Linked DNA regions of Mus musculus: region 2 is linked to region 1. The links are chromatin contacts, called in public Hi-C maps. All regions are on one chromosome and are shown on one strand. The core of a region is the stretch at or near the end of the contact, and the rest is flanking DNA. Distances in the headings are between cores, read along the strand shown.

Region 1 (5,619 bases), core at 2,063-4,562:
GTTTCATCACAGAAACAGGAAGCCTAACTAAAGCATCCCTCCTCCATTGCGAGGTGCATCTTGTTAATTTACACATGGCTGGGTCAAAAATACCCAACTTGAGGAAGACAAAAATGGGAGTGTTTATTATGGGTAGCAGTCTGAAGAAATAGCCCATCATGGCTGGAACATGAAATAGATGGTCATACTGCAATCAATCAGGAGATGCTGGTATTCAGCTTGCTTTTTCCATTTGATGTAAGCCTAGGGCCCCAACCTATAGAAGGCTATCTTCCCACCTTATTAACCTAATTGAGATAATCCCTCACAGACACAGCCAGAGGCCAGTCCCCTAGGTGCTTCTAGATTCTGTCAAATTGACAATCAATACTCACCATCTCAGGGTATGGTCAGCCTTTTGAAAAATCATGAGCCAGAACAAACTAGCTGAGAATTCTGCTCTGTCACTTCTTTCTCTTTGAACCTCCAGTTTCTGTCCCTCACCAGAGGATGTCAGGATACTGCCCTTGCTGTGGGGTTCACAGAGCGTAATGAACCACCAAGGAATGGTTTTTTGGACCACCTTTGCTATTGAATGAGTTTTTACGTACATTATCTTGCTTGGTCCTACCATGAGCCCCTGAAACATAATGCTTTGTGTCATGTTAGTATAAACATCACCCTCCCAGCTTGTCTCATGGCATCTGAGATGGTATGAGTGGTAATCCTCTCAAGGTCATACATATGATAGCACTTGTTGGTCCTACAGCTTTAGACCAAGTGATCTGGTTCAGGACTCTTCCAGTTGCACCTGACCATGTTTTGGTCAGATGCCAGACACTGTTGTGTTAGTTTAGACAGTAGAGGAGTCATTTCCAAGGGTACATTGTAAAGACCAACCACATATTCCTTTCTCCTAATACATGGAAAATGGAGTCTTTGAGGCTTTGAGCCAATTAGTCACACCTTTCCTGTTTGGCTTGGTAACTTAAGGCAGTTTGGTATTTTAAGTTTCCTCAAGGTTGAAAGACCTTGGCCTTTCAATCAAATGAGGATGATGGCTTTTGTGCCAAGATTAGGGCCTTATGAGATGAACAATAATAATTGTTCAGAGAAAGATAACTCTTCAGCGATAGCCATGATCCAGCGCTGTGCTGATTTCTAGGGGAAAGAAAAAAAATCAAATTCCTGCACTGGCTATCTTGACTGCAGTAGGCTCAACAGAAGGCCAGATGGTAGAGGAGAGGCATTCTGGGTATTCCTGAGTTCACATTCCAGTTTTGCCACTTGGCAGCTATTTGCCTCTGTTTTTGTGGGTCTGCCCTAATGGAATATTCTTCATAAAGTTATTAGGATGAACTTGACAGTCCACACTGACCATTCTGTAGGGCTCCTGGCCCATAATTAGTAAATATTTACAGGGTTTTTTCCCAAAACAACTCCCCCGCAATAACCAAAGCTCATGGTGGAAGTACTTTCTATGCACGGGCGTGACTTGATTTGGCTGGCTTCAGACGTGGTTCTTGGCATCTGGAGTTTTTAGCACTGTCTCCTGCCCCACCAAAATGCCTGTCTTGCATATTTCGCCATTATTGGCTAGCTTTTGTCTTGAACAACCTAAGAGGCATTCATTCTTTATTTTATGTTTTTTTGGAGGCATTTAATTCTTTGCACAAGAAAATGATGAAGTTTAAGACAAATACCCAAGCAGTGCCCCTTGCTGAAGTACAGCCAGTCTGGTGGGGCACTCTACGTAGTATCTGCTGGGGGCTGATTGGAGTGGATAGTTGTATTGATTAATTTTCCATCACTTTGACAAAAATGCCACGACCAAAAGCAGTGTAAAGATAAAAGAGTTTATCTGGGTTTTGCATACTAAAAGAGGGGGTCCATGGCATTGGCAACTGCAGAAGGAAGCTGAGAGATCACATCTTCAAGTGCAAATGCGAATCCAAGAAATTGAACTGGAAGTAGGGGGAGGATAGGAACTCTCAAAGTCCATCTCTAAAGACGGGCTTCCTCCAGCAAAGCTATATCCCACCTCCCCAAACAGTGCCCCCGCTGGGGCCCACGCCTTTAAATACTCACACCTCTGAGCACCAATTCTTCCATCCACAGCAGTTGGAATGCTGTCTTCCGCACTGCAATGCTCTTCTACACTGATTGAGACCATTACCGAGAAAATGCCAGGCTAGGTTTCTCCCCTCTATAGCCACTGTGTGAAGAAGAGAGTACCAGGTTTTCATTAAGGCAGAAGACCTGATAGATGTGTGGTTCTCTCTGTTTCTCCATCCTGGTGAGTTATGAAGAGACATACCCTGGTGCCAAGAGTGACACCAAGTCTCTCCATCAGAATAGCCCCTCAAGTTGCCTCACACCAGGCTGGGCTACACTGAGACCTTGTTCCAAGACTTTGTTCCAGTGAAGCAAGAACTGTTTGTAAGCAGCTAGAGGAGGTAGAGAGAATAATACTGCTTTGGGCATGGCTCTCCCCTTGACCCAGAGGGCTCCCTGGAGTGATGGATGCCAGGGTCGCCACATCAGATAGGCTTGGATCCTGCATAATTACATCTCTATGGAACTTTACAGAGCGACTCTGATTCTTCTCTCGCACACATTTCCTTGCGGCTGGTATTTCCTCGGTGACTCTCGAGGCTGAGTAGCCACAGAGCATGCATATTGTATGGGGAGGCTCTTCATCAGCAATGCCAACCTTGCTTTGTCCAACTCCAAGGGACTCGGGTTGCGAATCACTCTGTGATCACCTCACGCCATCCATAGCAGACAAGAGCAATCGTCCACAGAGGCAAAGATGAGTAACTTCTGGGAAGAGTGCATCCCTTAGTTCTCCAAGGGCTGCACTTTGAGGATCGCTGTGTGTGTAGTGTCTAGCAGTGCAGCCTACCCTGCTCCAGCAGGGGAGGATAAAGCTACCAGTTTGAGTCTGATGTTTTATTTATCTGTACTGGTAACTTTATGTAGGGTGTGTTTCTCTGTTTGGGCCTCAAGGCTGGTTGAGCAAAAGGCGGGAAACATTAATAAGTAATAGAGAGAGAGGGGCTGTCCATTTATAGTCTTTCAGAGATGACCTGGTTTCCATTCCAATGGGAGCGTTAGTGTTGTTTTAGAGTGATAGGCATCTGTGGATGCTTGCAGTGGTGCATTCGGGGATAACCAGGAGGGACACCTGCTTAGGCTATTTTTAGAATAAAAATTAAGAAACCTCAGGCAGCCCCAGGGGCCCTCCCCAGTTGGCAGTGCACACACTGTGAGCCCGAATAGTCCATTTTCCTGGGGTTGCGTGGGATCACTGTGTTCCTTTCTGTTCGCCTCCAGTGTCTGGTTATTATTAAACCACCCTTTGTGAGAGATTAACTCTGGCTTCCCTCCCAGTGAGGAGATGTCTACACAGAGCCAGAGTAGGCAGCCAATGGCAGGCACATGGGTTATTTGGTGTCGTACAGGAACAAACAACTGGTTGACAAGCCAGTTCTTCACTTTCTGATGGCTTCCCTTGGCATGGTAACAAGCTTCCGTAGCACATGGTATAAATGCTTCCCGAGCCTGCCTGCCTGCCTTCATTCATTCAGAAAGTATTTCCTAAGGGCCCCCTGTGGGATTTATTATTTCTAAAATGGGGATAATCGTGGTACCTATTGCATAGAATTATGTGGATTAAATGAGCTAATAATGTGTTAAGGATTTAGAACAGTGCCTGGCACGTAGTTAAGGCTTAGTCAAGTCAAGCTTGGCTGTGCAATTGAAGGGCTGATTTTTTTTTTGTTGTTGTTGTTCTAGGTGAGAAATGGACAGTGGAGCCAACAGTATAGAAAGAAAGATAGTTTCTGTGGTAAAGTAGGGAACTCAATTTTTATAGTGTGTGTGTGTGTGCGTGTGCGTGTGCGTGTGTTCAAATTAGTCTGGGAACCAGAGGTCATCCTTGGGTGTCACTCTCTAGGCAAACCTTACTTTTGAGACACTCACTAGCCTGGACTTGGTCTACAAGGCTACACTTGCTAACCAGCAGGCCCAAGGGATCCTACTTTTGGCCTCACCAGTGCTAAGATTACAAGCACTCTATCTAAGCACTTGCCTGGCTTTTAAATGTGGGTTCCGATGACCAAACTCCAGTTCTCATTGATTTTGCTGTGTGTGTTTGGGGATGGGGTGTTGTTGTTGTTGTTGTTTGTTTTGGTTTTTCAAGACAGGATTTCTCTGTGTAGCCTTGGCTGTCCTAGAACTCACTCTGTAGACCAGACTGGCCTCAAACTCAGAGATCTACTTGTCACTGCATCCATAATGCTGGGATTAAAGGCATGCGCCACCACTGTCAGGCTAATTCTCATGATTTTAAGGCAAGCCCTTGACTGACTGGCCCATCTCCCCAGTGTGAGGGATTCATTTTAATGGGGCCAAATCTATAGACAAGGGTGATGCTTCCTGATATCATGGTTCACAGAGTGAAATTCTTTGAGCGGTCATATCACCATCATCTGAGTGTGAAATATAAATTCTTTATCCTTGCCCAAGGGTTTCAAGTCAAATATTTCAGAGTTTGGGCCAGCAATTTGTGTTTGAATAAAGCCTCAGAGATTCTCCTTGCTAAGTTTGAAAAGAGCTGCCTAGTCTCTTGATGGCACTGGGAAAGAAAAAACTTGGACAATGTCTGCTTCATGACCTATACTGTATTTAACATCTACTAGTCCAGCAGGAGGCAGGCTCTGGACAGTAGCTCCTTCGTAAGGCAGGCAACAGCCTTGTTAACTGGCAGGGACCTTGTTAGTGCAGGCCCAGCCTGCTTCCTGAGCACAGGCAAGCCAAACCTCAGCTCTCCTCCTGGCTTACTGCCAACAGGGCACCACAACACACCCCTGTCATCCATATGCTAAGGATTCAGAGCTGGGGCTATGCTAAGTGGGTTTTTTTCCAGAACAACTGTGAGCTGCAAGGCCCCAGGGCACCTCTCATCACGTTGAGAAACGAGGGGAGACCAGCCTCTCTGGGTCCTTTCTAAGCAGATGCACATCTGGTTTGTGTGAGTCTGCCTACACACACCCAAAGACAGCCCATGGCCAACAGAATGTATCACACCAGCGCCTCTGAGAAGCTTGTTGCTGGCCTGGCTTTTATTACTGGTGTGCAGCCACCTCTGCGATGGAACGCCACAGCTGGAGAGAATTTGAGAACATCCGTCTAGATTTTCCGACTTTGCCCATTTGTTCGGTCATACAAATTTGTATGCTCCAGAATGGTGGAAAATAAGAAGAACATATCTCCCCGTGTCTACAAACCTTCAGCCCTTCCCTAAGGAACATTCCAGAATGGCAAGGGTCATGGCTCCTACAAATACCTACTGTTCAGGATAGATAGAGTGTTCTATGTCAATAGGAGAATACCAACTAGATGTGGAGTTAGAGGTTAAGACATAAGTGTGGATGTCTCATGAGGAAGGGGGAGGCTAGTTAGTGTTCCAGGCCTGGAAGGTGGGGCAGCAGAATCTTAGGATACATGCATAGAAAAGGGGTCTTAAGTAAAGGGGGATTGAGAAAGTATGAGAGATAGAGGAAATAGAGAGTGCTCAGAGGGAGGAACGAGTGATCCATCTAAATCATCCAGAGCCTAGACCATAAACAGAGAAAT
Region 2 (5,619 bases), core at 1,905-4,404, 530 kb after region 1:
GCTCTGATGGGCTTCCAAAAAGGAAGGACTATTTATAAGACAATAAGGAAAATGTGCCAGCCCTGTAAGCAGGGGGTATCCTGGAGAAGGCAGGGGGAGCACTGAGGAGGTGGAACAGAGAGGAAGAGGAACTTGTCACAGTAAGGAGGATGTGGCACCAAGGTGGGCATTCACAGCACAGTGCTGGAGGAAGTCCCTTCCCTTGCACAGCTCAGAGAGCATGCACATTGGACTTCTGATTCATCTGCCTCCACTCCCCAGTGCTGGAGCTACCCTTTCCCCGCCCCTACACTGCTGGGGGTCAAACTCAAGGCCTCATGCAGCTGGGACACACACTCTACCAACTGACCCACACCCCCAGCCCCGCATCCACTGTTTAAAGAGCAGGAGTCTGGGCAGCACAGGCCGGTAGTGAAGGCTCGGCAGTGCACACTCATCTTCCAGGCATTTCCACAGTTTGAACTTAGTTCAAATTCTTGCTAGACCACTTTCTTTCTCTTCAGAAACTCGACTAGGTACTCATCCCAGATTTCCAGCTTGGTGCCCTCTGCTCTGAAGCTCCCACTACAAATAAAATGCAGAGGGGAGGCACAGCAGCATGCTCTAAACTAGTGGAGCCTTTGAAGGACAGCTCTTTGTAGAAGCAAGTAAACTTCTCCTCCTCCTCTTCTTCCTTTTCTTCCTCCTCTTCCTCTTCCTCCTTTTCCTCCTCCTCCTCCTCTTCCTCCTCCTCTTCTTCCTCCTCCTCCTCTTCCTCCTCCTCCTCCTTCTCTCCTCCTTCTCCTCTTTCTCTCCTCCTCCTTCTCCTCTTTCCCTCCTCCTCCTCCTCCTCCTTTCTTCTTCTTTTGGATATAGTCTCATGTAGCCCAAACTGTCCTCAAATTCATAATGTAGCATAGGATGTCTTTGAACTTCTGATCCTCCTGTCTCTACCTCCAGAGTGTTAGGATTACAGGTGTGGGCTACCAAGCCCAGTTTATGTGGTTCTGGGAGGTGGAAGTGAGGGCTTAGTTATGCTATGCAAGCCTTCCAGCTATTGAGCTGCATTCCCAGGATCAAAATGAACCTTCTTATATATATTTTTAAAAAGACAACTGGTATGTGATGGTCTGTGGACACCTATTTACTTAGTATGAAAGAGGTTAGAATCATGAAGAGGAGTGAGAGCACAGAATCGGGTTTCAAAAGTGTTGTTTCAGTGAGAGGGTGTGCCTGGTTTAATTTGATTGTATCTGTGTTCTCATTGCAGCATTCTACACCCCCAAGTGCCTACGGGTCAGTCAAACCCTACACCAACTTCGATGCTGAGAGGGATGCTCTGAACATTGAGACAGCAGTCAAGACCAAAGGTAGGCATTGCGCCTTGTCAAGGCCTTCTCCATGTCAGGGCGGCCTTTGACTCGTATTGCAGCTGAGTCACAACCACCGGTGAAAGTATCAGATGCCTTTTTCAGTCACCACCACCCCCACCCCACCCTACACTACATACGATCTATTTTCTTAAAACAACTCCTCTTTCACTATTGGACACACCTAGATTCTGTGGTTTCTCCTTTGTAGAACATACCCTGCAAGTTAATAGTTAAGTCATTTGACAAAGATGGTGTCTTTTACAAGCTTAGCACAAAGGGTGCTTTGTATCCCTGCATGAGAAAGCTCTTAGCCTACTGGAATGTAAAGACTGCACAGATGAACTCTGGCCACAGCTGATACTCACACATTAATAAAACTCACACTTCCTGGCCTTCCCCGAGTCAGCAGAAAAACACTGTAGTTCCCTAAGCCAAGAAAGTCCTGAGGCTGAGCCATGGGCCTCCACATTCCTGTGTGGGCAGGAGTGGCTGACGTCATCACCACCATCATCATCTTGGTCGTCTTTACCAACATTTATTAAGTGCTCACCAGGAGCAGATACTGCATTGAGCCGCTCTGAAGCTTCCTGCTTAGCCGACCCTCAGACTGATTTCAGATGTCATGCTGTGTCATTCCCAATTTACATACGGCACAACTGAGAGCTAGCTGGTTAACATGCTTCATGTCTGCTGGCCTTGGTTCTTACTTGGAGTTGGACATAGTTCTGCGATGCAGCAGCCAGTGGTTAGGATTAGACTCATTGACTTAGAGCAGCATCTCCAGGAGTGAAAACCAGTGTGCAGCCTGATCCTGCTGCCATCGGATACCCACCACAGTTGTGGTCCAGCACTAGTGGGGGCATCTGTGTCTTTTTGCCTTCATCCCACCCAACCCCCATCACTTAGTGCTCCATGTTGTCCTTGACTTTTTGTGCCTAGTGGTTTTAGCGAGTAACAGTTTTCTTAAGTCTGTTCCTCTTTACAGTATAAGATTTAACATGTAATTATTTTACGTGTATTTTGCAGATATTTATCTACCAATGTTGGCAGTTTAATATGCTCATTTTAACATTCATTCACCTTAAACTTCTCAGTTCTGCAGAAAAAAATGACAAATAAAATCGAGTATATCATATGTTATTATGACAGTTACAATTTTTTACTTAAAAGGGGGAAAATCAAAGGCATTGGTAATTGAATTATGAAATTATGAATTATTGAGTCTTATGCTTTCAATATATATTCTGTTTCTGTGTTTGCCAAATTATCCATGATGGCTATGGATTGCCTTTCTAGACAGGCAGGGCAAACTCATTAAAAACATGCCCCTGGGGGCTGGACAGATGGCTGCTGCTAGGAGCACTGACTGCTCTTCCAGAGGTCCTGAGTTCAATTCCCAGCAACCACATCTATCTGTAAATAGGATCCAATGCCCTCCCTCTTCTGGTATGCCTGTGATAGCTACACTGTACTTACATACATAAAATAAATAAATAATTCTTTTAAAAAATGCATGCCCCTGACATTTCAGATAAGTAGCACCACTTAGATAATGAGCTGACAGGAATCTGGAGTGATTGAGACACTCCCGAGCACCTTCGCCTCAGATCAGGAGCCTGCTTTATCTTGACATCAAAGGAATCAGAGGTAAACCTTGAGTGTCCGTAGAAACACAAACCAAGGGCTGAAGGATGGCTGCCAGTTCCCTGTGGCCTTGCATCTGATGCAGAGGTGGTGAGCTGGGCTCTTGCAGGCTAGCCAGAGCGAGGAGGGGAGGAGCCCGGAGCCGATTGCCTGGGGCTGAATAATTGCTGTGAAATCTGAGGACTGGGTGTGGGAGGAGGCTCGACTCCAGCGCAGTTAGGAGGGGCAGAGTGCACAGAGATCTGGCTCTGCCTGGTAACTCCTCTCCCAGCGCCCGCCTGTGAGAACTCACCTTTGGGCATTATGGTGGCTCTCTTTTAAACAGGATTGCCCTGCTGCTTCCTCTTCTAGCTTCTTCTCCTATTCCATACAGTGCCCTAAGCCAGCCCTTCTCAGCCAGAAAGTCTCGACTCCCACAGGGGTCACATATCAGATACCCTGCGTATCATATAGTTACATTATGATTCCTAACGGTAGCAAATTACAGTTACAAAGTAGCAATGAGATGATTTTATTGTCTGGGGGTCACCACAACATGAGAAGCCGTGTTAAAGTGTCACAGCATCAGGAAGGTTGAGGACCTCTGCTAAGCAGATGGTGGGTGCCTCTGCCTTTGCTACTCCAGAGGTGTGGAACTTTTTATCCCTGAGTCCCTAACAATTGCCAAGCATAGCTCTACTCCAATACCCTCCTTCCCCACACCCCAGACATGGTCTTGCAGTGTGGCTCAGGCTGGCCCAAGCTTTTGATCGTCTTCCCCCTGTGTCCTCAGGACTCCCAGTGTCTACACCTGTGTAGGGCTGATCACCTCAGTGTCTCCTGGGTTTCCACTTCATGTCTCCAATCTCCTTCTTGTCACAATGCTATACTTACTAACTTCTAGATCTTTCTTTCTTTTTTTTTTTTTACATGGTTTTATTTCTTAACCTTTTATAAATGCCCAGGGCCATGAGGTTGTGTGAGGAGATTAAACCCCCCCCACATAGCATTCAAAAGGTGTACAGGTGTCAGAGCACAGAGGAAGCACAGATGCACTTCTGGGACGGGGAGCACAGGTTCATTACAGGGTCTGGGCGTTGCCAGAAAAGTGAATAGTCCCTGTGAGCTTTGCCCCACCTTCACCAGCTGAATTTAGCTCCGACTTGTGAGCCAACTTCTTCCATTCTAGTCGGAGGGATAGTGAATGTATCTTCTTGCATCAACTAAACCCAGGGCATGGTTGCTTTGTATTTACTCTCTGGCCCGGAGGTGGACGGTGCAATACCTTATGTTAATTTATGTCTGGTTAGAAGCTGAGTTAAGTCATGGAAAAGTAGTAATATTGCTTAATTAACAAGAGGTTTCTGAGACTTGATCCGTAGGAGTCTCTTGGTCTAGATTGGCCTTGGGTTAAATATATACTGTGGAGTGTTCAACACAGCTGGGGATGGTTTACCATATGGGTCCAAATAACTAGAAAGGAAAGTCAGCTAAATTAGAAAAGGATGAATCTCAACTCCATGAAATAGATGGTAATTAGCAACAGCACAGCCCTGGAGTTAGCACTGGTGCCAGTGAATCTGAGCAGCTTTGGCGCCTGCAGAGGGGAGGGCTGGGAGTTGCTCTATTATTGCCAGTTTTGATTTGAGCAGTATTTGTGTTCTCCGGAAGGGCGAGCCCCCACCCCCACCCCTGCACCCCCGCTTCTTCATGAGCAAGCCCAACTATAGAAGTGAGTTTCTGCACTTCTTTTCTCTTAACATTTTAAAATAGAACCACCTAAGATTCCCAGCAAGGCTACAAGACCACTCTCCTCCTATGCAGCGGAGAAGGGCAGAACGTCTTTCTTGTAAGATTGGGGTGCCTCTGTGGGCTGCACCCCATAAAGAAGTCCTTCATAACTCATTGGCCCAGGGCCATATTGTTCGACTAGAAGGGAAACTGGCCCCACTCTTCCCTTTGCAGAGGCCTCTCGCTTGAGGCTCCGGGTCACTTTGCAAACCAGCCCTCATCTGACAGCTGTTCTCAGAGTCAGACCCTGTTGAGCCTTCACAGCTGCTTTAACTCCTGAGCACAGCATTCCTGTCTAAGAGCATTGTCTGCATAGCTGTGCAGGAACCAGGTGGCTGCAAAGCACTGGGGAGGGAGTGCCCAGGGCTCTTTCATTGCTGGCTTCATTGGCTGCCTCTCCCTCCTCAGCCCTTTCTTTTTTCTACTGAGGGGATCCAAAAACCAGTTTCACCCACGAACGTTGGAAGAAACCAGATTCTAATCTGGCATCTGCACGGTGGGCTGAGTGAAGGGTGAGCCTGCAGGGTTCCGTTGTTGCAGCTGTTCAGGTTTTTCCTTTCCTGTTCTCTGAGGCAACTAGGGTACCAGGGCATAAAAAGGTGCCCACATTGTACACATGTTACTCCATTTTTGTTTTTTTGTTTTTTTGTTTTTATTTCTTTGTGTTTTCCTACTGGTTCTAGGTGGAATTTTAGAAACACACTAGATTATTCTCTGAGAATTAGAAGGGCTTTTTTTTTTTTTTTAATTATTTTTAAGTCAGGGTCTCTTGTATTGCAGAACTTGCCATGTAGCCACAGATGACTTTAAGTTTCTAATCCTCTGGTTCCCACCTCCCAAGTGCTAGGATTAC

What was found. A called contact is a pair of places that touch in the nucleus more often than the background predicts.
Region 2: a Hi-C map of muscle stem cells shows a contact between it and region 1, with 2.5 times the contacts expected there. The contact joins two enhancer-like sites. A contact is called at or near these places in 5 of 39 promoter capture datasets (cranial neural crest, hippocampal neurons, liver and 1 more), 2 of 484 Hi-C or Micro-C datasets (muscle stem cells and regulatory T cells), 1 of 115 datasets of contacts at active chromatin or transcription factors (double positive thymocytes) and 1 of 9 other capture datasets (liver).

Annotation. Positions count from the first base shown.
Region 1 is chr9:68,937,894-68,943,512 of GRCm38.p6, forward strand. The region is part of intron 1 of Rora (RAR-related orphan receptor alpha); the gene reads left to right. Among named protein-coding and RNA genes, the nearest start is that of Gm31262, 120 kb to the left of the region's middle. Within about 2 kb of position 3,313, at least 55 of the 459 cell types and tissues checked have an H3K27ac peak or open chromatin away from gene starts, as enhancers often do. A contact at or near this core is called in muscle stem cells, where this site is marked.
Region 2 is chr9:69,466,042-69,471,660 of GRCm38.p6, forward strand. Anxa2 (annexin A2) reads left to right here. Exons shown (of 13, transcript NM_007585.3): 3 at 1,250-1,349. Among named protein-coding and RNA genes, the nearest start is that of Mir3109, 12 kb to the left of the region's middle. Within about 2 kb of position 3,155, at least 143 of the 459 cell types and tissues checked have an H3K27ac peak or open chromatin away from gene starts, as enhancers often do. A contact at or near this core is called in muscle stem cells, where this site is marked.